Regions from separate parts of the Mus musculus genome. Here region 1 is linked to region 2. The links are chromatin contacts, called in public Hi-C maps. All regions are on one chromosome and are shown on one strand. Each heading gives the region's core, a stretch centred on a gene start, on an enhancer-like site or on the middle of the called end of the contact. The rest is flanking DNA. Distances are from core to core; before and after follow the strand shown. Region 1 overlaps Gm32728 (a long non-coding RNA gene). Region 2 has its middle 190 kb from the start of Cdh11.

The links. Hi-C and Micro-C count contacts between places; a contact is called where the count stands out from the background.
Region 1: a Hi-C map of uterus shows a contact between it and region 2, with 6 times the contacts expected there. The contact joins two enhancer-like sites. A contact is called at or near these places in 8 of 484 Hi-C or Micro-C datasets (cerebellum, cranial neural crest, nephron progenitors and 1 more) and 3 of 115 datasets of contacts at active chromatin or transcription factors (the NIH/3T3 cell line, astrocytes and fibro-adipogenic progenitors).

Annotation. Positions count from the first base shown.
Region 1 is chr8:104,021,468-104,026,938 of GRCm38.p6, forward strand. The region is part of intron 1 of Gm32728 (a long non-coding RNA gene); the gene reads right to left. Among named protein-coding and RNA genes, the nearest start is that of Gm32728, 13 kb to the right of the region's middle. Within about 2 kb of position 1,759, at least 93 of the 459 cell types and tissues checked have an H3K27ac peak or open chromatin away from gene starts, as enhancers often do. A contact at or near this core is called in uterus, where this site is marked.
Region 2 is chr8:102,977,049-102,982,995 of GRCm38.p6, forward strand. No RefSeq gene overlaps it. Among named protein-coding and RNA genes, the nearest start is that of Cdh11, 190 kb to the left of the region's middle. Within about 2 kb of position 1,408, at least 25 of the 459 cell types and tissues checked have an H3K27ac peak or open chromatin away from gene starts, as enhancers often do. A contact at or near this core is called in uterus, where this site is marked.

The DNA of each region.
Region 1 (5,471 bases), core at 509-3,008, 1.0 Mb after region 2:
ATCTCAGATGTCCTCTGGGAGTCAGGAGATGCGGGAGGAGCTAGGACTCAGCTCCAGAGGCTGCGGTACCCCACAGAAAAAGAAGACAAGGGAAAAAGAAGGCAAGCTGGAAGAGGGCCAGCAAGAGATGTTTTCTGCCCCGATCCTCTACCTCCATGTCTCACAGGGCTCTGCCACGCTGATGGTGATCGCAGGCCTTTCTACCTTACCCTACCCAAGATTTCTGTGAACTCTCACCTCTAGCCTATGGAACAAAGAAAATGGCAACCAATACGAAGGTAAGAGTCACCAGTGGGCTGGGTTTGAACTCACTGCACATCCTAGAGAAGTCAATTCATCTGCCGGAGCCTGGCTTTCCTTTTCTTCAGCCTAGAATCCCCAGTGCCTGCCTGAAACTGGAAGATCAGATGAAATGAGATATGGGGGGGTTTACGTACTCATTGCTCAGTAAGTCACAAATGTTAGTGACTGTATTAGCTAGCTTTGTGTGTCAGCTTGACACAAGCTGGAGTTATCACAGAGAAGAAGCCTCCCTTGAGGAAATGAAAAACAGCTGTAAGGCATTTTTTTTCAATTAGTGATCAAGTGGGTAGGGCTCAGTCCATTATGGGTGGTGCCATCCCTTGGCTGGGCCCATCCCTTGGCTGGTAGTCCCGGGTTCTATAAGAAAGCAGGCTGAGCAAGCCAGGGGAAGCAAGCCAGTAAGCAGCACCCCTCCATGGCCTCTGCATCAGCTCCTGCTTCCAAGTTCCTGCCCAGTGTGAGCTCCTGTCCCGACTTCCTTTGGGGATGAACAGCAATGCGGAAGTGTAAGCTGAATAAACCCTTTCCTCCCCAGCTTGCTTCTTGGTCATGAGGTTTTGTGGAGGAATAGAAACCGTGACTAAGACAGTGGTGCTCCTGTTCCATTACAGTTTCCAAATGGGGACCTGAGAGTTCATTGTGGCCAAATAAACGAGTTAGGAAACTGAATCCAGGCAACCAGGACAGGATTTCTCTCTTCCAGCCCTGCCTGATGCCTCCCACCACAAAGCCTCCTTGCTTCGCCTTGATGAGGTTTCATCCCACATAAGACACAATCCCAGTTATCCCAGAGAGGGGATAGCAACTCATGGGGTAGCGCTTGCAGTCCGACATCTTTTGTGAGTTGAAAATAAATCCCTGCTCCTCTCTAGGCTGGGTTTTCTCTAGTGCTAACACCCTCTGTACCAAAGAACAAGTTGTTTCTCCCAGCAGAACCCCACGTCTGTCCTACTGACCCTCAGTAGATTTATTTGGTATGAACTTTTGAATGTGGCCCTGCTGCTTAAAACGAGAGAAAGAGAGCACACTGCCAACAGTGTTCAAGTCACGACGGCGGGGGAAAAAAGAAATCAGAGGAGAGGGTGGGGCATGAGGAGAGATCAGGGTGTATTTTTAGGACTCTGTACAGGCCAGAAGTTCCTTTGATGAGTTTAAAAGTAAAAACATGTGTGCTGTGGTTCTGCTTGATTTAGACATGGTGTGGCTAGAGTGCAGTCAGCTTCCTCCCTTGGACTTTCTGATTCGCTGGGGAAAGCCAAAAAGTCTTCCGAAGAAAGAGATGTGCTGAGTGCATCCCACATCCTCCCACCCACATGCCTCTCTTTCTTTCTTTCTCCTCTGCCTTCCTGATCCACGTGGAGTAAGTACCAGAGCAAGTGAGGACCCTGTGTGGTCTGCACAGCACAAAGCTCCAGCCACAGCCTGGGCCCCACCCCAGCAGCTTCAGACAATTGCCTCCAGATGTGTGTGCACTGAGCTGGCCAGGAAGGATGCTGGCAGCCAGGGCTAGAAAGCCTAGCAACTGGTGCCATCCAGGCTCCCAGGCCACACCCACCTACCTCCGCAGACATTCCTTCACAACCTCATCATCTGAGGCCCCAGACAGATTGCAATATTGGGTCTAGGCCCAGCTGCTCAGGCTGTGTGTTCTCACCCAGCTCACTGCTGCTATAGTCACATGGGTTGGAATTGTTCCCTGTGGGAGACTTCACCCAGCTCAGGATCCCAGCTTCTCTGGATCGTAGGACAGTGCAAGGACACATGTCCATAGCCTTCTAGGAGTGGACTGTGGGTTTGAACAGTCAGATGTGCTGGGTCACATTGTGGCAATCTGTTCCCTGCAAACTGCTCTCTCTACGTAGGACCAGACTTTAGCCTCATAGATTCCTATATATCTTCTTCTCCACTGTATTAATCTGTTTCTGTTGCTATGAGTAAAATCCCCTAGGCAAGTTATTTTTAGTGAGAAAGGTGGTCTATTGAGCTCAGAGTTCTGGATGTTCAAGGATATCGCTCAGCTCAGATAAGAACCTCTTGGCAGATGGTGTCACCATAGCAACGGGATGGGATAGGATGGAGACCACAGTTTAAAGGTTCCACTGCTCCTTTTATCACCATCCCAAGCACCAAGATATGAGCTCTCTGGGTAAAAACTATACCCAGACACAACAGGATTTATTCCATAGATGTTACCAGCCCAATTCTACCCAGGCTGCAGAGCTAAGAACTATTAAATAGTATCCATGGTTGGGGACAGGCCCAAATGTTTCGAAGGTTCTTGACCTACTCTTATTCGAAGATTTGAAATAAAAGCCCCCACAAATTTTCAAAAGTATCAAGGAAAGTTTACTTCAGGCAAACCAATAGAAAAGATGAGGGAACACTAGGCCACTTCTTTAGGGTACTCAAGGGACCCAGGTTTCAGCCTAGGGTATCTTTTTATGGGATGTAAAGGAAAGAGAGATTGCTACAATGGGGTGTGGTTTGGGCGGGTCTCCATTTTGATTGAGAAATTAGATCATATAATCCCACTGCCCATGTCCCTTCCCAGAATGCATCTCATTTAATCACATGTGTGCCCAAGTATGCATAGATGCTAGGCAGTAAGTTAGGAGCTCCCCATAAAGGTTAGCTTTGAGAACACGGTTTGCCTTATGCGCATGCACTGAAATCTAGTTCTGGCCTGATCAGCCTGCTGCTCTTCTGACCCAGATTTGTTGGCAATATATTTGAATAAAAACTGCCAAAATCTGGTTATCTTACGGACACAGAGAAATTTACACTTAATGTTTGGAGAGGAGTATCCGTGAAGTCAGTGTAGGTAGGGGTCTCAGACTGCTACGTGGTTTGCTCACAGAGGGGTGTGTGTGCAAAGTACACGCAGATGAAGAAGGTGCATTGTTAGAAGAGAAGTGTGCACAACCCAAACCAGATACAGTTCTTGGCTACCAAACAACCTGCTGGGCGCGCCTGCCTCATACAGGGGCAACAGAGTCAAAAGGCACGCCAGGCTGAACGAAGGCAAAGACTGGCCACCTCCCTCTGGAGCTAATGACACAGTTTCACCAGGCAAATGACGGCTGGTCCACCACATCTGGAATAACAGGGGAAGTTCTGGGCACTCAGGCTGTTCGCACCACACAGGGATGGGGCACACTAAGAGGGCTTGTGGTTTCATCACCCAGGGGCAGCCACAGGCACATGCGGCATGCATAGGCATGCTGGCACAGAAGCTGCGAATGGACACAGACTGGCTGTGTCTGCAGTATCTTGGATTTCTGCTCCTGTATCTAAGGGCCGTGTATACATACTCTGGATACATCCGGAGTCTGACAAGTCAGGGAGATCAGAACATAAGGAAAGGGAGTTAGGAGGCAGAGGGAGGAAGACAAAAGGGGAGAGACATGGATGGGAAGAAACTGAAAGAAGGAAGGAGGAAGGGAGGGAGGGAGGCCCAGGAGTAGGTCTCTAGGAACCTCAGGGAATCACCAGGCACATTTGAAATTCATAGTCTGTCCTCAATATCTCTCCTTCTCTCCCTCTACCCCCCCTCTTTCTGTGTGTGCACACATATGTATGTATGTATGTATGTATGTATGTTATGTATGTATGTATGTATGTTGTGTATGCATGTGTGTGCATGTGTGTAGTGTGTGTGTATATATGTCAAGTATGTGTGTGTTGTGTAGTGTGTGCATGTGTGTATGTATATGTTGTGTATGCATGTGTGCACATGTGTGTGCATGTGTATATGTGTGTGTCAAGCATGTGTGTGTTGTGTATGTATGTGTATATGTGTATGTGTGTGTTGTATATGTATATGTGTTTTGCATGAATATGATTGTGCAGACATGTGTGCACATGGAGGCCAAAGGAGGGTGTCAGGTGTCTTCCTCTGTCCTTCTACTTCATTGCCTTAACAAAGGGTCTCTCACCAAGCACCTGCCATTTCTGCTGGGCTTGCTGGGCAGGGAGCCCTGGGAACCAATCAGCCTGTCTCTGCCTTCCAAAGCTCGGGTTGCAGACATGCACAGCCATAGCTGGCTTTTGGTTTTTATGTTGGTACCAGGACCTCAAATGTGGGTCCTGGTGTCTATCTATGCTCTTACCCACTGAGCCATCTCACCAGCTCCTAAACCGAACTATTCTCGGCTATCCGACCCTCTTGCTGTAAAATAGGGATAATACGGTAGCTAGCCCACTGAGAAGCACAGAACACATCAGACACACAGGAGGGCTTGCGAAAGCTGGGAGATAAATGGCACAGGGTTGCCAGGAGCTCACAAGAGGCCACTTAAGTCCCACACCGGGCTCACAGTAAAGGCTTAAAGGACAGCTACTGCTGATGTTTCTCATTACTGACATGTGCTAGGCCCTTCCCCAGGTGCCACGTTTGTCCTTTATCTCATCTCGTCCCCTCCACCTCCACCACCACCACCACCACCCCACCACCCACCCACCCCCCGCAAGTGGCTAAAATCAAACGCTATAGATGGTTCAGGAGGACCAGAGAGTCAGGAAAGTTTTCTTCTTTTCAAGGGCACACAGCTGATGAGAGAGGCAAGAGTCAAGAGCTCTTCCATGACCCACTGCCGGGCAGGGCATTCAGAGTGAAAATGTGATGACCTTAGTAACCCAAATTCATTGAGCACTTACTGCATGCCAGACCTCATAGCCAGTGGTTCTCAACCTGTAGGTCACGACGACACAGGGTCGCCTACCAGCTATCCTGTGTGTCAGTTACTTACATTATGATTCCTAACAGTAGCAAAATTACAAATTTAAGCCCGGCGTGGAGGCACACACCTTTAATCCCAGCACTTGGGAGGCAGAGGCAGGAGGATTTCTGAGTTCGAGGCCAGCCTGGTCTACAAAATGAGTCCAGGACAGCCAGGGCTACACAGAGAAACCCTGTCTCAAAAAAAAAAAAAAAAATACAAATACAAATTTAGGAAGTAGCAATGAAATGACTTTATGGTTGGGGGTCAGCACAACATGAGAACCCCCATGTTGTATTAAAGGGTCAGCATTAGGAAAGTTGAGAATCATTGTTCTATGTGGAGTGGCTGTTTGTTGCTTATGACCTTGAATTCTCACGAATTCATGAGATTATTATTGTTGTTGTTGTTGTTGTTGTCGTCTCTTTTTAATGGGCAACTAGTATGTAG
Region 2 (5,947 bases), core at 158-2,657:
GAGCTATTACCTTCCATACCCTCCTACAGGGCCAGCTGATAAACATTTACAAGCTCACTGTCACCAGTTTCTGATTAGATTATTGGCCTGACTGCTAAGTTATTATAACCACAGGCAAACTAAATTACACATGTGTATGCACACACACACACACACACACACACACACACACACACACACAAACACACACGGGGGGTAGACAGTAATCAGCTTTGAAAGAGTTTAAGTTAGTACTAGGTGAGAACATTCAAGGTACACTCGGGAGTGTTTTACATTCTATTCGGCAGGAATACATTTTTCTTTCCGATGTCCATTTTGTATATAAGAAAATGGAGGCTCAGCAAAACTAAGCAATTTGGGTAACTACGCAGAATCGATAAGTAGCAGAAGCTCACTGGTTACTATTAGCCTGTGAAGCCAGAATCATTTCTGTTTCTGACCCATTCGGCAAATGAGGAAAGTATAGAGCAAGTCCTCACATTCATACACAATCCACTTAGCAACATCTACGTGGCAACAGGTCAGTACAACACAGCACAGAGGACTGGATCCTTGGAGAATTCCATAGGTAAATAGGAGCATGAAAAGTAAGGATGCTGGATGGTGCTTTTACCATGAACAAGGATACCTGTTAGAAGAACTAGAGATAGTTCACATTGGTTACTTGTATTTCACTATCTCAGGACGCTCCACTATACCAATTTTAGTTTTCATTTATTCTTTAAAATAAATATATATTTTAAAGTAAAAGTTACAAAGGGAAAGCATTATGTATACTTCATTGTTTCGATGCTGAAGCCTCTAGGTTTACAGAGGTCAGTTGGTTTTTAAGATCTTAAAATAAGCCAGTCTAGCTTAACTATTACCTTCTGTTCTTAAAAATAAAGTAAAGGTTATTTAGGGCTAAGATATTACTCAAGCTTCTCTGTAGACTCTTTTACTACTCAAATTAACCAGGAATTTAGAATTACTAAGAATTACACACAGAAAAACTTAAATTTTAAGCCCCCATGATGACTCTAAACCAATTGTTTTTCTCATCTGCCACACAACATGTTCTGCAGTAATGGAAGAAAATGTACACCATTTTGAACGTGAGCACAGTACTATCTGTGCCCAAGACGCTCTTCCACAGTGATAGCCTCCGCATTGGTGTGTTTCAGCACATCCTAGAATAGGACCTTAATATACTTTGTCCTTTTAGCATTTCAGTGTTCTTCCCAACTGCTAATAAAGAACAGAGACGCTGGCCACAGTGGAAGACCTCCAGGCAGAACATGGATGGCCTCTTCAAAGTCACAGAGAAGGCGGGGGGGGGGGGGGACGGACTCCGGAACCCAGCTGCCTCACAGATGGGGCTCATTATCCACACCACCCTCCCTTGTTGAAGGAAGGCCAAGAAAGAGCCACAGAAAATTAGAGGCTTATGCTGAAGTGGCCAGATGTCGAGACAACAGGGACATCCTGTCTCCACTGGCCTGGCCAGTGGTTTAAGTGTTCTTCTCTGTGGTGGACAATGTGGATGTTTTCTGCACAGGGGAGAGGTCACAGAAGCTCTGTTAAGTAAAACATCAGAGAGAGAAGCTTCAAAACAAAATCATAACTTTTTTTTTTTTTTTGCTCTTTGAACACCATGTAGATATATGAAGAAGGTTTGGATCTGTACTCTGCATACAATTACTCTGTGATATTGTATCTGTTCTCAAGTGTAACATTTGACCAGAGTGATTTCAACATTTTACATAAGGTCTCAACAACAAAAAATAGCCCACAACTCAAAATAAAGCGGCTTTCCTGAGGTACCGTAAGTATACGGAGCAAAGGTAAGACTTCAACTCTATTAGCATTGACCCTGAACTACCTTTTAGAATAGTGAGTTTTGGTATGGTCTATTTGCCAGGTGTCTCAGTAATCCTTTCAAAACCGTTTCCTTCTACAAATCCTCCAGGCCTCGCTGCAGAATTATTAAAGACTCAGTACTTCACACATTAACAAGCCCACCTCATGATGTGATTGACAGGTCTTAACATTTGCTAGGGCTGCTCTCACTTCAAACAGACCCTGCCACGACTCTCCAGGAGCTTTCTAGTCGCTTCTCTTTTCCTTAACTAAAGCTATAGTTGCCTAGAAGAGAGAAACAGCCCTTTCCAAATCTTCTGTATAAAGCATTGAGAGGTTTAGATTTCCCCAATAAGAACAAATCCCAGTGCACGTGGGATGTTGCACATGGCTCAGATTCGTGTGGTCCGGTTCAGTGGCTACAGGGGTTGGCATGCAAAGAAGCAAGACAGGAGAGTATTACAAAATGCACTGAGGCAACCAAACTTCTGTCTTGACTTCCTGAGTTGGTGAACCTTGAACGGGATATGCATTCTAGCTTCCATGCAGTCATCTGGTGTATGATATAGCCTTAGACTTCCAGATTTTAAACTTGGTAAAAGAATATATTTCTACCATCTTCACCAAACATATTAAACAAACACTAGTGAAATGAGATATAAATAGATATGTTAACCAACTTAACATAATATTTATACAGCACACATGTAGATTAGTTTATAACAGTGTACCCCATAAATATATACAATTAATAGTTGCTAATCAGAAGAATTTTAAGCAAAGAAACAAGGAGGATGAAGAGAAGCTTCAGAGGTTAAGAGTACTTGCTGTATAATCATGAACATCAATTAGTGTCCAGCAACCCTAGCACTGAGCAAGCAGGACAAGATGAAGAAAGAAGGATAACTGAAGCTTGCCAACCCCCAACTTAGGCAAGAAATAAGTGACAAGTGCTGATCTATCAGTACTTGTGGCTCATTCCCATTACTGTGATGGGACACTTAGTGACTTCCTCTTCTAATCAGAAGCCGTTTCTTATAGTTGTGCTAAGCCTTTGTTAAATTCCCAACTGTAGAACGTGGAGGAAGGTAGGTTCAATAATTAGGACGAATCTGTCTTTAAAAGACGAAAATCTCTTCTAAAATATGGGGTGAGGGAAAGAATGGGCAAATTTAAGGAACCTAAAATGTGAGTTAAAATATTTTCAGATGTTTTTTGACTGCTAGTTGGTATCTGATCAATGGCAAATACCCAAAGCTGTGAGAGAATGAAAGAAAGTCATAGGATTTTTGAAGAAGCTGAGATGCAGGAAAAGGATTGGATAAAGATGACCAGGAGGCCTACTGGGTATCATACTGAGGTTTGTTTATAGTCATGGCCAGCAGGCACAGGTCTCCTGGAATAACTGTAAAAATAAAGGCTTTGGTTCTGACAAGTTGTTGTTTAGCTACTAATAGAACTGTGTGAAAGCACAGGATAAAGAATTATGTTGGGAGAACTTTACTCTCCCACATCCTCAGGCCAATGTGCAAGTAAAATAGGCAAATAAACACACAAAGGTGAAAATCAGGGTGAAATCACTGCTTGAGTGTTATATTTCTGCTAAGTTCCAGGTTTCCCAAAGGCATTCATATGTGGGATGAAATCCGGAGAAAAAATTCTATCTCATGAGATGCAATGGCCAGAGTGGGAGATGGTTTCAGTAGTGGATAGGTAGCATAAGGATCGGCAGAACATCCTTCATCTCAAATACATCAATCTCAAAGAAACTGTGTCTTTAAGAATTAGAAGGGAAGGTTGGACCAAATGTGACAATGAATAAAATAGACAGCATTCTTTTTCGTGACTTTGATCTTTGTCAAATAAGGCCAAGTTAATATAATGTTTTATATATTTGTATACTATTTATGTTTTGTATTTTTGATTTTAGTATTTCCAATATTTAACTTCTGTAGGCCTTCAGAAATTATTTCAGGTAGACCATATGCAACAACTTAGGAGAAAAAAATGAATACAAATTCCTAATATTTACCATATTGTAAGTAAGGATTCCTATAAAATGAAGGCCATGTAACATATCAGACTCCATGACTGGATGTGACTTTTTCAATGGGTTATCCATCATAAACGTCAAGGCATCCATCAGTAAGGCTAGTGGGGGACTGTGGCACTTATGATAGCTTTCACGTACTCTTTGCTCATAAGTGGATACTAGGTCTGTGATTCCAACATGGCTGTCCTGCCTCCTGATCACAGGTTCTGAGTCATTGTTTCAAAAAACAAATGGAAAAAAATAACAAACAAACAGACAAAAAAACCCAACTATTTCTACATTACCTGTGGATTTGCTGCATCTGTGCTTTTGTCTCCTTTTACCTTTATTCTCTACTTATGACAAACTGATATTAATCACTTTTATATCACAAGTGATTGATTGAGATAATTTAGCACACATTTGGTCATAAAAGATAGAATTAAATGGGTTCAAATGACAAGAGACTCCAAGCCCTGCACAAGCCCTTAGTATGGATGGCAGTCAGGGTAGCTTCAGAGACCTTAGCACTGAAGGGTTTTAGGGATCTATTCTTTCTTCTTCTTCTTCTTCTTCTTCTTCTTCTTCTTCTTCTTCTTCTTCTTCTTCTTCTTCTTCTTCTTCTTCTCCTTCTCCTTCTCCTTCTCCTTCTCCTTCTCCTTCTCCTTCTCCTTCTCCTTCTCCTTCTCCTTCTCCTTCTCCTTCTCCTTCTCCTTCTCCTTCTCCTTCTCCTTCTCCTCCTCCTCCTCCTCCTCCTCCTCCTCCTCCTCCTCCTCCTCCTCCTCCTTCTTCTTCTTCATCAATAAAGCTCAGCTAACAACACTCAGGATAGATACTTAGTTACATTTGTCAGAGGGAGAATCTAATCAATTAAGTTTGCTATGGATCCCATGAGCCATCAGGTCAGGTCCAAAGAGCTTAGATGAGGGATCTGGAAATTGCTTTTGTGTGTTTGTGTGTGTGTGTGTGTGTGTGTGTGTGTGTGTGTGTGTGTGTGTGTTGGGGTAGATGTTAGCTTGGTTTGAGCATAGAGGAAGACAGTGGAATCTCTAAGATATGTCATAGTCACCAAAGACCCTGAGGATATCAACCACAAAGTCAGAAGAAAATCTGTCTAAACACAGTCATTGGTCTTGTTACATGCATAGTAATAACAGGGTAGCACTGGCTCAACAAATGGCACAAGGCTACCAGAAGATGTCCAATAGCATCCTTTGCCATTGAGAATTCTATGCCCAGAATTGGAACACTCTGTACAGAGGATTTACCTAGATACTTACTTCAATTCATTGTACTAACCGAGTCAATAAAAATAAGCTGGTAATGACAACAGGTTCATGGTATAACTTCTAGATTTCTCTTCAGAGTCTAGCTGGTACCATTGGTCAGGTCTATGATAAGTTTATTGAAGAAAGGAAATGGTACTGAAACTGGGATGTCAAACCTCAAATTCTAAGAGACTCGGTAAATCTGTAAATAAAGATATTGAAATCTATTCTCTTTCAAGGACCCTCCATATATTAGAATTTGTACATGGCCCTGAATAGGGACTGGAAAGCCAAATTCTATGGACTAAGTTTAGTAGAAGACAGCCACACTCTTTCATGTACATATTATCCATGTTTGCCTTTGTGCTACAATGGCAGGGTTGAATGGATTATGAAGTAGAGTACTTGCAAAACAGCATTGCCTTATTACCACCGAGTTCTTCACAGCAAAAGACAATTCTAGCCCACAGGAGATCAATTGATTTTTCTACATCTAACAACTTTGTTCTTTCTCCCATTCTTATCTTCCTTTGATTTCTTTCTCCATCAGTTCCTTATATGAGACATAGAGACCAATCTGTAAACATATGCTGCCTGGGACACCATCTTACTCGACCATTCTCTTATGGCATAAACTTTAGAAAGCTCCATGAGTTACCCAAGCTTCAGGTTTTTGCTGGAAAAGGAGATCATATGAATCTACTTCAGAGTCTTCTCCTGAAGGTGGCATGAAATACTCTAGGAAAACTCTCTAGAAAGCGCCCATTGGAGGTTACACCTACAATGGATGCTCCTTTCACCATTCACC